Linked DNA regions of Drosophila melanogaster: region 2 is linked to region 1. Evidence: chromatin contacts called from public Hi-C data. All regions are on one chromosome and are shown on one strand. The core of a region is the stretch at or near the end of the contact, and the rest is flanking DNA. Distances in the headings are between cores, read along the strand shown.

Region 1 (7,791 bases), core at 3,002-5,501:
TTTTTTGAAACTACAACTATCGATAGCAGACCGTTGCGGCACTGTATCCTATCGTTTGTGTGCCATCCGCAGGCGAACAGCTGTTTTTTCGGGAATCGTAACTTCAGAGGAACTTTTTTTTAGTGGAAACAAGCCTGCAATGTCGGCGTTTGTGAAAACCGTGTGCTTGGCCCAAAAGCTGTGCGCCGCCAATCCCGTCGTGGCTCGCCAGGCGATCCGCAGCAGTAAGTGTGAATCGGGGCTGCGCTGGCAACAGTGCAACCTGCCCCACTGTTTTGTTTACGTAACTTTTGCATGCACCGAATGGCTACAAATTCGAATTTCTCGCCATTTACGTTTTAGTGGCTGGCTGGAATAAGGACTACAAGCCGGGTCCGTATCCACAGACGGAGAAGGAGCGCCTGGCGGCGGCCAAGAAGTACTATCTGTTGCCGGAGGAGTACAAACCGTATGCGGACGATGGTCTGGGCTACGGAGATTATCCCAAATTGGGCTACGGTCTGGGTGTGGAGGCCAAGGACTCGTACTATCCCTGGGACTATCCGGAGCACAAGCGCAACCAACACGAGCCCGTAAGCGCCAACATCAACGGCTAGCAGCAGCTGCTGCATAAAAAAAGAGTCAAACCCTGATCCATTTCCATTGCAGATCTCGGCGGATCATGATCTGTACAGCGAGGATCGCTGGTCGCAGGCCGAACCGCCACGCTACAGCAATGCGTACTACTTTGCCTGCTTCCTGGGCGTGATGTCCGGCTGCCTGGCACTCTACTACTGGCTGGATGACAAGAAGATGTACCGCCCCGTGGCCGCCAAGCAATATCCCAGCCCTGGCGTCAAGCACTACACCTTCGAGAAGTAGGATTGTATCTATCACGCTCTCGATCGCACTGCGCGCCTCGTTTTTATTTCATAGGCAATTAATCAACGCATCTATACAATTAAAATGAATGGAAACCAAGCTAAAACATGGATTTGCTATCATTTTGACTGCGCATGTTGGGTTGCATTTTTCATTCCGTTCTTAATGAGCAGCAAAAAACGAAATGAATCTTGAGATGAACGTTTATTTCGGCGAAAACATGAATGATTTGGAACGTAACTGAACCAAGAAATCCTTAATGGATTTCAATAATGTCTCTAAACTATAAACTTACTGCCTAAATACATTGTTTGTTTGGGTGAGCAAAAAAAAGCAAGACGCGGAAACAGAAACTTAACCAGCTAGATTTAGGGCATAGTAATAAACTGTTGATCGGCTGGGATCACTCCACAACGTAGTTGGGATGCACCACCAGCAGGGGATCGTCCTCCTCCACGAAATCCTTTTGTACCTGAATTCTCGGCTTCAGCGTGGATGTCTTGAGCGGAATAATGACCTGATCGTGATAGATGAGGCGATCGATAAGCTTCTCGATGAGATTTTTGCGAGAAATTAACTCATCCTCGGATTCGATTTGGTCCGCCACCTGCTCCAGATACCAGGTGACCACATTGCTGCGCTTGATGCCCGTATCGTTGCCCTCCACCTCGCAGCGCGCCTCCTCGGCGCGCATATGCAACACCAGCATGGTGGACAGATTCTTGTAATCCTCGAACGAAAGCGTGAACTTCTTCTTCTGCACGGCGCCGCTGGCGGATGTGTCCATACCATTGTTCTCATCCACATTGGCCGCTGCTCCATTGTTCTCCATGTCGATGTCGTGCTGAATGCCATCGTCCATGTCCAGACCCTCGTCGTCATCTAAATGAATATCCGGTTGCTCCACGCGAATGATGGACTTGTTGAGCAAACGGAAGGCCTCCTTGACGTGTCGCTCCAGCACGCGATTCGAGCACTCCAGCTTGGCCATGGCCTCGCTCAGTCGAATCATGGACTCCAGCTGACGCACCGTTATCCTCCAGGTGCTCCTGCCCGACGTGCCCGTATCGCGCTGCCTCAAATGGCCATAGTTCTCGACCAGCATGTGTCCGGCCTCCTGGCTAATAACCGGCTTAAATTGCCGCGCAAATGTCACATAGCGAAGGACCTCTTCGCGCGTATATGCCCGCTCCACGGACTCCTCGATGTTCGAGTGCAGATCAACGATCTTGCGAGCAATGGCATAGTCCACCACCTCATTGCATTCGTCCACGAGAATGAAGAACAGATCGAATCGCGACATAATCGGTGCCGATAGCTGAATATTTTGTTGCAAACTCTTGGAGCGATCGTAGCGACCATTAATGGGATTGGCGGCGGCCAGAATCGAAGTGCGCGCATTGAGTGTGGCTCGTACGCCGGCGCGTGCAATCGATATGGTCTGCTGTTCCATGGCCTCGTGAATGGCCACCTGATCGCGCTGATCCATCTTATCGAACTCGTCAATGCAGCAAATGCCATTGTCGGCCAACATGAGGGCGCCCGCCTCGATGACAAAGTCAAAGGACTCCTCGTCGCGCACAACCGCAGCGGTTAAGCCCGCTGCCGAGGATGCCTTGCCCGAGGTGTAGATCGCACGCGGCGAGAAGTCGGATACCTGCTTGAGGAACTGTGACTTGGCCGTGCTGGGATCGCCAACGATGCACACATTGATGTCGCCACGAAGCGATGTCTTTTCGGTGGTGGTCTTCGCAACGCCACCGAATTGCTGCAGAAGAATGCCCCGCTTGACCTCATCGTTGCCGTAGATCGAGGGAAAGAGGCTGCTAATTAGATTCTGGTAGAGATTGCGATCCTTGGACATCTCATAGATCTTGTGCCACTCGGCATCTGTCATCTGCTTCTTCATATCCTCGGCTGTCACCTCCGACATGGGCAGATCGGTGCCGCCAAAACGTGCTGTCGTTGCCTGAACACTGCAGGCAAGGAAGGCCATCCGATAGTTGAGCTCTCGCATGCCCAGTGCCTTTAGGCCAGTGACGCCATCCATGCCCTCGCCGGGCTTGTGGCGTGAACTGTTCTCCGCCCGTGTGCCCACTCCGGCCAGGACACTCACATCGGGCACCACAATCAGAGTGCCCGTGAAATCATAGCGATCGCCAGCCTGAACGGTCTCCACCAGCTCCGAGCGCAGGATAATCTCCACCGCGCGGGGAATACAGCCACGCGGCAGCTCGGCTTGCGTCTCCTGGATGCGAATCTTTTGAAAGTCCAAGAACAGACTCTTCTCCACATCCAGCATGAAACGCTTGCGATTGGAGCACACGGGATTGCGGCAAATGGTGGGATTGGTGAACTTGAACTGCTGCTCTACGTTCCGAATTTCCGTCTGGCAATCGAGGCACATGAAGACGCCGGAAACAAGCTCCGGATGTACGGGATGGGTGCGCACCACCTGGCCGGAGATGCGGATGAGGGTGCCGATTTTGGAGGTGGTCAGATCGCGAACCTTGTGACGCGTCGGCACCTCCGTGAAGGCCACATAGCAATCCTTCTGGGTCTTCAGTCCAATCCGGTCCTTAACGTAGTTCGAAACGGATTGGCAAAGGAACGGATAGATGTGGTAGTACTCCTCGATAATGGCGGTGGCCAGATTCTGATCGTATTTCTCCACATCCTCGAAGCTGACCTCCAGGGTGCAGCGATCCGGGGATTCCAAGCTGGCGGCTGGGCGCGTGTACTTGATCTCGCCATCCTCCTTGAATTCCTCGAGGAAATCCTGAAACAACTTCTGGGCCCGAATGCCCACCTCGTCTTTTACGCGCAGCTGGCCAACCTGAGCATCTGCCACATCCATTTTGGGTCACTTCTTGCTTCAAACTGGTGAATTGCGCGCTAAATTCCGAGATTGCTTTCGTTTCTTGCGAATGTTTACAGCTGCGTGCTTTGCTCGGTTTTGGCGCCTTTTTCTGACAGTTGCTTGGGGGTGGCAACGCTCGTGCGCAGGGATGCCAGCTATTCAAGAGCAAAGGTAAACATGTCTTACGGTCACATTAATTTATTAGTTCAAATATATATAAAAATATATATTTTTTTAATTGCTGAAAGCTTACTTAAATTTCTTGCCCTTGCTAATCAACAAGTAGTTTTCGAATTTTTTGAATAGATCAAATAGTCCAAAAGTTGATTGAGATACGTTGTTTTAATAACTTAATCGGATAACTTAATAATCCAAGAGATGAATGACATGAATTATAAGAATAATTTTATACGAGTAAAGTATTAAAACATTCAACTTAAGTTGTTTATTTTATGAACTTATAGAATTTAGTACGTTTTTAAGACCGATAGTTCGCCCACTCATGTCGCGGAACGCTGTGCACCGATAGGCTTATTCCGAAATAATCGATACCACGCGAATTTCGTGAAATAATTTTATTGATTCTATTTTGGCTAATTTTTTGGCTAAACAGCAGGAGCACAGCGTTGCACGTGTGTTCACCTGTTCGCCGGCACCGTTGTGGCCATAGAAGTCGGTGTGGTACCATTGGATTCATTTGATTCACTGGGACCACCGCCCCCTTCGGAGTTTTGTCCCCACAAATTGCGAAGGAGCCCCGGAAAATGGTGGACGCCGCCAGGCAGATGCTCGACGAGCTGATGGGCAGGAATCGCAACCTGCATCCCTCGGAGGCGGGCGCCAAGGTCAATTGGGAGGATCCGGAGGTGAGTACGCTCAGGATGTGGCGCGCCAAAGAGCCACCTCCAAAATAATGGGGGTTTTTTTTTTTGTCCGCAGTTCTGTCAGTTCTACAACGTTAAGTTCTGTCCGCACGATCTATTCATAAATACGCGCGCAGATCTGGGCCCCTGTGCCCGCATCCACGACGAGGAAGCCCGACATCTCTACGAGGATGCTCGACCCTCGCAGCGGAAGCGTCAGTACGAGGATGAATTCCTGCGCTTTTGCAATGTTATGCTGCACGATGTGGATCGAAAGATCCAGAAGGGAAAACAGCGTTTGCTGCTAATGCAAAGGGATCAGCCCAATGTACCGGCGCCACTGAGCAGGCACCAGGAGCAGCTTGCGAATCTGACGGCCCGGATCAATAAGCTGCTCTCTGAGGCAGAGGAAGCCGGCATTCGGGGTGACGTGGACCAGGCCCAAGATCTAATGACCGTGTGCGAGGAGCTCAAGGAGGAGAAGGAACAGTTGGTACAGCAATACGAGGCCCATCACAAGGCCATCAGCAGCATCAGCCTGACCAAGTCAGCGGAGGACGAGCTGCAGCATCACCCGCGCAGCAGTCCGGTCACAAATCCCAGCGAAGAAAGTCCAACTACTCCTCTTCCAGCCGCCACCACGCTAGATGAAGCGCCGGATGCAGCTCCAAGTTCCGCACAAGCAGCTGTCACAACGACTGACGATGCCGGTGAAGCAGCTGGTGCAGCCAGCGAGGACAAAACGTCAGAGAAGACGGATAGCAAGGCGGCTGGCTGGTCGCATGATGCCATGCCCGAGAAACAAATGAAGGTGTGCGAAATCTGTGGCGCTTTCCTGATAGTCGGCGATGCACAGCAGCGGATCGAGGACCATTTGATGGGTAAACAGCATCTGGGCTACTCCAAACTGCGCAACGCCGTCGCCGAGATCAACGAGGCGCGACAGAAGGAGCGCGAGCAGGAGGAACGACGTCGACGTGAGGGTCGAGTGCAGCGCTTCCACTCCTACGATAGCAGACGGTAAGGTCTCGACGAACCCTGTATCCTATCCTATATGCGCACCTGGCAAAAGATCACAAAACAAAAATAAGTTCGTTCTCAAAAAAAAAATAATTGGCAGAATGCCCTCAATGTGACGATGAGTAATGCTGTTCAATTACTTTCGAGTTTATTTCATTACTTGGTTACTGCACGAAACGAGAAAACTATGCGATGTCATGGTATCCTATAGACAATGTTTTAGTTAACGAACTATGATGATCTTATATCTAATGTGAGCATCTTCCATTCGTTTAATCCTTTAGCGAGCCACGCAGTGAGTACCGCGAGCGAAGTCGCGACTATGTTCAGAATCGCCAGCCCTCGGATCGACGTCACCGTAAGTTCTCACCCCCCCAAATTCGTTTTGCACTTGCACACGGCACTCGAACGTTTACTGAACTACTGTATTTCCATTCCAGATCACCATAAATCGCACCACAGCTCCCATCACTCGTATTCGCGCAGTGGCGGTGGTGGCGGCGGTGTAGGAGTTGGCGGCGGAGGAGGTGGTGGAAGCAGTCGGAGCAACCGGAGCCATCATAATCACAACCATAATCACTACCGCCATGACAGCCGCGAGCGACATTGCCGCAGCCGGAGTCGCAGTCGCTACTAGAGACCAAAAAAAAAAAAGAAAAAGAAAAAGAAAAGATAAACACAATAGAAACCAAGTGAATAGCAAACCAAGAACACAAGTAAATAATCCGAAAGTCCGGAGCACTTCCAGTTTCCAAAGCCCCATACCGCAAGTGTACAACAACTAAATATGATCAAGTTCAAAACGAACCCAATCTCTCGACCATCTGCGATCTTCAGTCTTCGTCTTATGTGGTTCGCAAATCAGCAATTCGCAATCCGTAAGCACCAGCTGCCGTGGCCACGGGCGGCAGCATCGAGGTATCCCAATAGAAAAAAAAAAATCATTAACACAATTTCCAAAAAAAAAAAAAAATTATAATAATAATATGTATCAGAAAACAGTTAGATAAAACAGTATCTGAGCTGGCAGTATCAATTGCGCTGAGGTGAGTCCAACACTTAATAAGCCCGTAAAAAAAAAGAATATATAACACTCGGGCGCCATTGTGCCCCTTCACATTCTGTAGACATACTCGTTTTCGTATCATTACTCTACTCTCGTATATACGATCTATATATCTGTGTACACACACACACACACACACACACGCGCGCGCGTGTCCCCTCAATATGTGTGTGTGTACCCAGTTGGGTTGAGATCCGGGCGAGGATTTCACCAAGGTCCACCAGTTCTTCGAAACGGACAGACGGACCTACGTCCTTTCGATCAAAAAATATGTTTAACTCTTTTAGTTTTTTTAGTCAAGCACCACAGGCACTTTTAACCTAACGTTGTAGTATTCAATTTTGTGCAGGATTATTTTTAAAGTTTGTACCTTCGACAGTTTTCTTTTTGCCCAATTAATATACTCAATGGTTATTTGGTTAAACAAATATTGAGGGAGTTGCAGAATGAATAGTGAAGTTTATGGTTTAGTCTTAAAATTAGTTAACTATGAAATATAAAAACAAGATTTCGCCAAGTGCTGCGTGAGTTTGACTTCTATATATTTATATATATATATATAAGCATAATGACCAAAAGATAGGCTGGGGATTAGGGCGATACGGAGCGTTCACTGGACGTTTCCCTTGCAATTGTGAGTGGGACATTGACTGAAACAGGTATTTACCAAGCCTTACTCTTATCTCTATGCGCTTAACTAACCCAACAGATACAGATTCGCATTCCCTGCCATACCCGCATTCCCCTCCGCACATCCAACTAATCAACCCATTCGCAAGACATAAGAACACAGACACATTATGAACCATAAAATACAAACCACAAACGATAAATGTATGTACATATTATATGGTAGTGTATCTATATAATGACTTTGAGTGACAATCGTACTGCATGTGATTTTGACTTGGCCACTGGGTTCACTGGGATGGGTTTCGAGTATTCCCGTGGAGGTATGTAGTCTTAGTGCCTTGTGAGCCGAAGAACGTCAGAAAGAGACGGACTGAGTGTGAGAGAAAGAGCGAGAGAGAGAGAGAGAGAGAGAGAGGAGCTTCTGATGTGAGACAGATTCCCAGGTACATTTGATAAATCGATGATAACTTAACCAAGCGATTAGCCCA
Region 2 (7,791 bases), core at 1,652-4,151, 97 kb before region 1:
CCTCATCCCAAGCCAGATTTTAGCATATTCCTGCCCTGCACCGGCAACAGCTCCGGCACCGCGTCCTTCAACGTCGGCCTCAAGATCCAGACGCGCCACAACAAGCCGCTCTCGGGCACACCCATTCGCCTCAACTTCAAAAAGGAATGCGCCCACAGAGGTGTGTATGATATAGACGCTTCCAACCCTACTTCACTAACAACTTTGCAAGGTAGTGTATATGAAATATCAAGCAATGCTTTTATCTAGTCGATAGTAATTGTAAATTAGCATTATACATACATGTTGTGCACACTCCGCCCATCAGCCATCCATGCGCCATCCCAGCATGCCATCCCCGCCCACACGATTCCATTCCATTCGATTCGATTCAATCCGATTCCATTACCCCACGTAGTCGCTTTTCACGAGTCCCCTGCACCCAGCTCTTCACTCTTTCCACAGCACTAAATTACTCGGGCTATCAAAGAGAATCTGGCGAAAGTAACTACCTAATGACATTATCACATATTCAAGTCACAAGGAACTATATAGCCTTTATGAGATATGTTATATGAAATTGTAAATTTAATTGCATTCATTCTTGAATTCGAAAATTCTTCAAATTTGTTCCAAATTTTTCGATAGTAAATTATTGATTGATAGCCCGCAAAAAATATATAATTCGATACGATCTACCCTTTGCTCCCACGCCAACCGCTTTTGTATCTATCTATCTATGATCTATGTATCCACTGTCTACTCGAACCTGCCCCTCTTTGTGCTTCCGATGTGCTCCGTTAAGTGTGAGTCCAAATGAGTGTTAAAATGAGTGTTTATGCCTCGTGACATGCGAACGATTGAACTAAACTAAAAAAACTTAAGCTCCCGATCCAGAATGCAGCTTGAAGTGCGGCAAGAACGGGTACTGCAACGAGCACCACATCTGCAAGTGCAACGTGGGCTACACGGGCCAATACTGCGAGACGGCCTTCTGTTTTCCGCAGTGTCTCAATGGCGGTAACTGCACGGCGCCGTCCGTCTGCACCTGTCCGGAGGGCTACCAGGGCACGCAGTGCGAAGGTGGTAAGTAGACGCGACTATTATGGACATTTAGCTCTATCTTTAATGCTTAACACGGTTAGCTTAGCGGAACAGATAATTTGATTTTGATATATACAGGGGGCCCAACTGTTTCAGCCTAGATCTTCTTCGAGATGGCAATAGCCGTCTTGCAGCCAAACTTGATTACCTCGGTCATGGCCTGGTAAAAGGGCGCTTGCTCGGCACCGTGATCAATGCCCGTGTCGTGGTGCTCCTGCTCCTCGTCCCGGAACTTGGTGATGGTGGCCAACAGCTCCTGCAAAATCATATAACGTTGTTACTTCGTCCGTTGCTTGGGGCAGTTGCAAATGGTACTTACCTTATCCGGGTTCGGTGCCTCCATTATCTGACGCAGCTGGTCATTGTAGTGTTCTACGATCACCGTCTCCACTGCCACCGTGCAGGCCATGGCTGCCTTTTCGCCCATGAGGGCGGTTCCGGCGCCCAGCACAAATCCGGCCACGTTCCAAATTGGCGTCATGATCGTTGGACGCACGCGGTGCTGTTGAATGAGCTGCTCGAACTGTTTACGATGCTCTTTCTCCTGCTCCCACATGTGTCCGATGGTCTTGCCCAGCGGTCCGTTGCCCAGAATGGCCATTTGCCCGGCGTAAATGCGATCTGCTCCCAATTCGCCGGCATGATCGACGCGTATAATCTCATCTGTGAGCGCATTTGGACGTGGACGCAGCGGGGTGGTTTCAGAGCTGCCTCCTTCGGTCGTGCCTGCTGATCCTCCTCCAGTTGCTGAGCTTAGATAGCGCTTGGAGAGCAGGCGTGGCTCGGGCCGGCTAAGACCTCTTCTCAGCATTCCATCTGCGTAGAAAAGGAGGGTGATACGATACGCGATGATTAAGTACACTTGGGGCAAGATAACTGGGCATTATATAAGAATGAAATGTGCCTGGCGCGCAACTAATAGTATCCCATTGTAATCAACAGGTATTTGCAAGGACAAGTGCTTGAATGGCGGCAAGTGTATACAGAAGGACAAGTGCCAGTGCTCCAAGGGTTACTACGGCCTGCGTTGCGAGTACTGTGAGTAGCAAACGGCTCAACTCTTATCGAGGCGAAACACTGAACCTTTGCCCACCCATTTCCCTCACAGCCAAGTGTGTGATCCCCTGCAAGAACGAGGGACGGTGCATCGGGAACAACCTGTGCCGCTGCCCCAACGGACTACGAGGCGATCACTGCGAGATCGGGCGCAAGCAGCGCTCCATCTGCAAGTGTCGCAATGGCACCTGCGTCTCCCACAAGCACTGCAAGTGCCATCCGGGATTCTATGGACGCCACTGCAACGGTCGTAAGTGCAGCGTTGATCCTGGAATGTCCGGTGATCAGGATGGGCTTATAAAAATTTGCTAATCTCATCGTTTTCAGGCAAGCGACGACATGTCCACCGAAACGATGACTCCAAGTTCTAGGGCTACCGGCGCACACGATCCAAAATATTCAATCAACTTTTCACTTTTCTACTAAACCAGCACGACAAGAACAACAGCAACAGCGACAAAAGGAAGAAACGAAAATAATTCTAATTGTGATACATTTTTTTTGTAATTTAACATAACATTTTTAAATAAAAACAAAATCTAAGAGTTAATGCGTCGTGATCTAGCGAAGATTTCGAGGGTCAGTTGTGAGCCACTGAGTGCAGTCTACTTACTCATTGCTAATTTGCAGCTTTCCACGAGATGTATTGTGTTGAATAAATAAATTATTAGGTAAAGTGCAATTCGCCGAATTGCCGAGCACAAAAACAATTTGCGTTCTGTTTATTTTTGCGCAATCCAATCCAGGGATGGGCCATCCTCACGTGCCTGCCACCGGTATCGCACCACGTTCGTGAGTCACGCCATTGACCATTGACTCAAACTGTTCATATATTTATTTTATATTTTCATATTATTTTAATGATAGCAGCAACACCATAGAACATCTCAACTTTATGGTTTTGATTAGATCAAAAACACTACGAATTTATTTACACATTTGCAGCCCTGACCGATCATCCGACGATAGCCGATAGTAACGCAATCAGCTGTGCCGCAACTCACAAATTACATACATATATGTATATACATATGTGATTGATCTGAGATGCAACATAAAGCATTAAATGCGGATTCTATGTGTATCTCAATGAAAATTACCACAATCGTCCCGGGTAACTACCCGCTAGGAGATTGTGGCGCGGTGGATTCAAATGCGTGATGCTAGCGCCACACCATGAGATTCGCTCTACAAGTGTCGCAGTAACTGATTGATAAACAGGAAGCCGGTATGTACAACACTGCTGGTCTTGGGATAGACGCACTGTCGTTTTTATTAAACAAAATCGATTCTTACTTATCATGCGTGTTCTAATTGTCCAAAATGCTTTTCGTATCAAAGTTCTAAACGATTCCAGCAGTCAAATTTCAATTTCGATTTTTCCGAACCCAGCTTCCTTGAGCTTTCAGACGGCGTTGGCATCAGAGTTAGTTCATGTCCATCTTTATTCCTTGCCATGTTATACCAGAATACATGAATTGATTCAGTTAAAACAATAGTTTAATTATTTGAAGCCGTTGTCAGTTAGAGTCCTATCTTATCATTATTGATCTTACAAATGTAGTAAACATGATCTCATAATTATGTTTAAAAAAAAAATGCTTAAATAGTTTGAAACTAGTACGAAATATGCATAAATGGGGTCCAGAAGAAATAAAAAAAAAAAAAAATTATAATAATGTTGTGGTGTTAGTGTTGATCCAAGTTGCTGGTTGCTGGGCGGACAACGAGACTGTTGCGGCGCTTGAACAGGTTGAACACAGAACCTGCCGCAGGAGAAGGAGCCGTCCCCGACGATGTTGAAGAGGCCGGTGGCTGTGGCTGTACCTCATTCTCCTCGCGGAATGAGCGGAGCAATTCGCCAGGATTAAGCGTTTTTCGTCGCTTTGTGATCCGCAACAACGACACAGGTTTCTCCACATCAGCCCCCTCGGGGCTCTGCATCTGAACGCCGGTCGACTTGAGTCTGATATGCAGACGCGGAATGGGTGGCCGCTGGGCCTTGGCCATTAGCTCAGCGTCTAGCTCAAGCATACATTTGTCGGATTTGTAACGTGTATAACGGAGACTGCTTTTTGTGATAATCAACCCATTCTGGAATTGGTAATGCACCTGACTAAGGTACCTCTTCAGATCGCTAAACGTGTGCACGTCCCGGAAGGATTTGATATCGTCCCGGTGGTAGGTATAGCAGTGCTGGATGTACTCATCGAAACCACCCGGCTGAGAGCGTGTGCAGAAATGGCAGACCAGGAAGCGGCTGTAGTGGTCCACCATATGGCGCAGCGTAGTCAGCTCATCGGTCGAGTTGAACATGCAGAAGGAACAATGGTATATCACTGGCGACACTAGCTGCCGGAAGCAGAAACGCTCGTCGGGCTTGCAGTGTTCCACTTGGCCGTGCTGGACAATTGTCTCCTTCGTTGGCATAACCACACTGCACAATCCGCACTGGTAGTATTCGTTAACAGCCCCACCACTTCCACTGGCACTGAGCAGCATCAGGGCATCAATTTCATCATCTGTTACGTGCTTCAGGTCATTGGGCAGGTGACCTATCTCACTGATGTGTTTCGCAAGATCGTGCCTGTTTTTATAGCGGTAGTCGCAGTAAGCGCACTCCATCGGTCGACGAATGTCCGCAGCCACTATGCTCCGGATAGAGTGTGTCGCACGCAGGTGCTCGCGAAGTGCCTTTGCATTGCCCCTAAATCTCTTGCACTCGGAGCAGAGCAGCATCGGCTGAACGCGGAAATAGAAGGGCTGGTCGGGATGTTCGCGGGCCCAGTGCTGGGAGCGTAGGTCCGGCAAGTTGGTGTTTGTCCCGTCGCAGTGTGTGCAGGCGAACTCCACGATTTTCTGTAGCAAAATAATAATGAGCATAAGGAAAACAAAATTGAAAATTGGGCCTGCATCAGCCACACTTTACTTACCGCGTCATCTTGTTCACCGTACTCGTCCGCCTCGTCGTCTGAATCCAGCAGGTCCACCACTTCCGTTACAACCTGTCTCTGGCTTAGCGGCAGGAATGCACTCTCCCCATTGTTCGGGATCTCCTTCTCAGGCTCCACTTCGATGGGCCGACCTATCTCCCAGCTTATGCTGTTCGGGATGTCATTAAGCACGCGTTCGAACTGCACCATTGCCAGTCCGCGTTCATGGGGATGCTTCTCTTGTATGTGTAAGACAACCTGGCGTTCGGCCAAATGCCCGAAAATGCAGTGGGGACATTGCACCGGATTGCGCGACTTATGCTCCTTGTCGCAGTGCATAGCGATCTTCTGGAAGCTGCTGGCCACCTCGTGACAGGTGGTGCAGTAGAAGCCTAGCGTCTGCTTGTTCTTACACACGATGCGCTGGTAGATTTGCACAGGCTGCACTTCCCTTTCCGGGTGCTCGCGAAGGATGTGTTCAATGAGCGCGGTGGCGAGGTTTCCACCAAATTCACAGTACGGACAGTGGTACTGGTAGTTGCGTTTGTGAACGGACGCCGCATGGGCCATGATCTGCACGGTCGTTGGAAAGTACTTGAGGCACAGGTTACACGTGTACTCCATTAGCGAATGACGTGCCAATTTAGCTAAAGAGTGGGGATATAACACTTGAGTGGGCTTTTTCAAATGAAGGTCAGTTAAATTCAACACTTACGCGCCTTCAGCCAGCGGGCTTCGGTCGTTTTGTTGCTGTCATTATGGCGGTGTACGATCATGTCCACATCTTGAATATTGTGACGTTCCTGTATGTGCCGCTCGATGACACGCCTGCTATTGTGACGTGAGCAAGCGCCGCATTGGAAGATGTGCCGCTTATGCATTGCAAGATGGTCAAAGTACTTATCTACTCCAAACTGACCCTGGCAGTTCTTGCAGTGCGGGCACCTTACCACCTCCGAGTATTTGTGGTTAGCCTGCATGTGTTTGCGCACCGCAGATTCCGAAAAACAAAGGACGCTACATCGGAGGAAGCCACAGCGGTAGCGTTGGTCCGGGGGCACATAGCGTAACGGTGGCTTGATGGGCTTGTGGGTTCCAGGAACATCTGGATTCAGCTGCTCCGTCGCTGCATCACCACTTTGTCCGGAAGTAGATGGTTTTTCTGAATCTTTGCCTGGCCTCGGCGGTGCCACCAACGTACTCGCCGAAACAGTTAATACCGAAGAGGTTGCTGGAACTATCAAGTCCGCCAATTTGGAGGCTTCCCGAATGGTCTCATCCTTGTGCTCATAGAGGTGCATCTGCATGTTAACCCTTGACGTGGTGGAGAAGGGGCACTCCGTACAGTATAGCGGTCGCTGGAATGTTGGCTGCGTTGGCAGGATATGCACCTCGGAGCTGCGGAAGTACGTCTTTGTTCCCGAACGCCGACGGTCCATTTCATCGAACAGCTTGCGCTGGAAATCCTGCATCTGGAGGTTGCCAAAGGGCTGTTCCACGACGGCCACGTAGAACTCGCTTTCTACGTTCTTCTTACTCGCGTCGATCTTCACGGGCAGTGACACAAACGCCAGCCGCGCGTTAGGCCGGCCGTAGGCCTTGGAGTGCACCGTGCTCATGTGATACATCATTATGCGCTGGTTGACCGATGTGGCTAAGCAAATGCCGCAGAAGATGCTGTGCCGGGCGTGGTACTGCTGCAGATGCGTACGAAGTGCCGGCGGATGCATCGCCTTGGTGCAAAACTTGCATTTCACCAACTCGCTGCCCTGATGAGTGCTACGAATGTGGTAGCGCAAATGGTTTACAAGCTGCTCATCTGTCAGCCGCACGATGCAGCCCTTTTGGGGACAGGCGTACAGTTTATCCTCTGGAATAAAGATGAAAGCCTAAGTAATTTAAAGATATTAGCATTAGTCTAGTTCACTCACCGCTGTATCCGGTGCATTCTAAAAGACCCAGGACCACATCAGACAGAGTGACTTGAGGAGTTGGTGGTGGAACACGACCATTTTCCCGCTGGCTGAGCATATCCCGGATTTTCTGGGTAACAGATGGTGGTCCAGTTGAACTCTCCAGTTCGGAGCGTGGTGCCAGGTCGTGAATGATCACTCCGTGGCGCAAGTAATCATCCACATCGACTGCCACATGGGAGCAGTACGCGCAGTTCAGGTGACCGGTGCTGCTGAAACTGTAGCTGTGAAACTTCATGTGCTCCCGCATGAACATGAGCTTGTGAGCAACAAAATTGCAGTTGGTGGCCATGCACCTGAATCGATTACGATTCTCTTCAACGGCAGCAGGAGCAGAAGACTTCTCTGGCAGGGGATCGTTAACGACTGGCGATAGCCGTGAGTTAGCTGAAATCTGAGTTCTGCTAAGGACCTGGCCGATTTTCAAGCCCAAGCCACTCGAATAGCCAACAATTACGGGCGTCTGCTTGACCGGTTCTGTTGACGGTGAATCGGGCTTGGCGCAAAGGAACTCGCCCAGTCCAGCGGCTTGGAGGTCCAACTGCTGATTGGGTGGCCGTGGATCCGCCGCCAGCAAGTCCCTTAGCATCCCATTTCGCGGATTATCATCATCACTGACAACTATTGCTACCGGTTGGCTCTTTTCCGCTTGTGAATCCACAACAAGGCGATCCCCAGTGAAGCGTCGAACACGCAGCTTGGGAAGCTCAGGAACGGGATCAGGTTCTGATTCAGGTACTGGTTCA

What was found. Hi-C and Micro-C count contacts between places; a contact is called where the count stands out from the background.
Region 2: a contact with region 1 is called in a Hi-C map of the S2 cell line, with 3 times the contacts expected there. The contact joins the promoter of Coq7 here to the promoter of CG3198 in region 1. A contact is called at or near these places in 9 of 107 Hi-C or Micro-C datasets (the S2 cell line, embryo and wing imaginal disc).

What each region holds. Positions count from the first base shown.
Region 1 is chrX:6,670,433-6,678,223 of dm6, reverse strand. CG3198 reads left to right here and starts at 4,251. Exons shown (of 4, transcript NM_132109.2): 1 at 4,251-4,587; 2 at 4,661-5,604; 3 at 5,889-5,962; 4 at 6,045-7,791. The coding sequence starts at 4,486. The coding sequence ends at 6,241. Mcm6 (Minichromosome maintenance 6) reads right to left here and starts at 3,837. Exons shown (of 1, transcript NM_078510.3): 1 at 1,048-3,837. The coding sequence starts at 3,718. The coding sequence ends at 1,265. ND-ASHI (NADH dehydrogenase (ubiquinone) ASHI subunit) reads left to right here. Exons shown (of 4, transcript NM_132110.2): 2 at 27-224; 3 at 343-572; 4 at 649-962. The coding sequence starts at 140. The coding sequence ends at 861.
Region 2 is chrX:6,766,335-6,774,125 of dm6, reverse strand. It overlaps Coq7 (Coenzyme Q7), which reads right to left and starts at 2,901. Exons shown (of 3, transcript NM_143710.3): 1 at 2,753-2,901; 2 at 1,403-1,899; 3 at 1,087-1,339. The coding sequence starts at 2,756. The coding sequence ends at 1,181. sov (small ovary) reads right to left here. Exons shown (of 7, transcript NM_132120.2): 4 at 7,004-7,791; 5 at 5,788-6,942; 6 at 5,073-5,719; 7 at 3,414-4,998. The coding sequence ends at 3,829. shf (shifted) reads left to right here. Exons shown (of 8, transcript NM_132121.3): 4 at 17-211; 5 at 877-1,065; 6 at 2,026-2,121; 7 at 2,192-2,389; 8 at 2,467-2,663. The coding sequence ends at 2,510.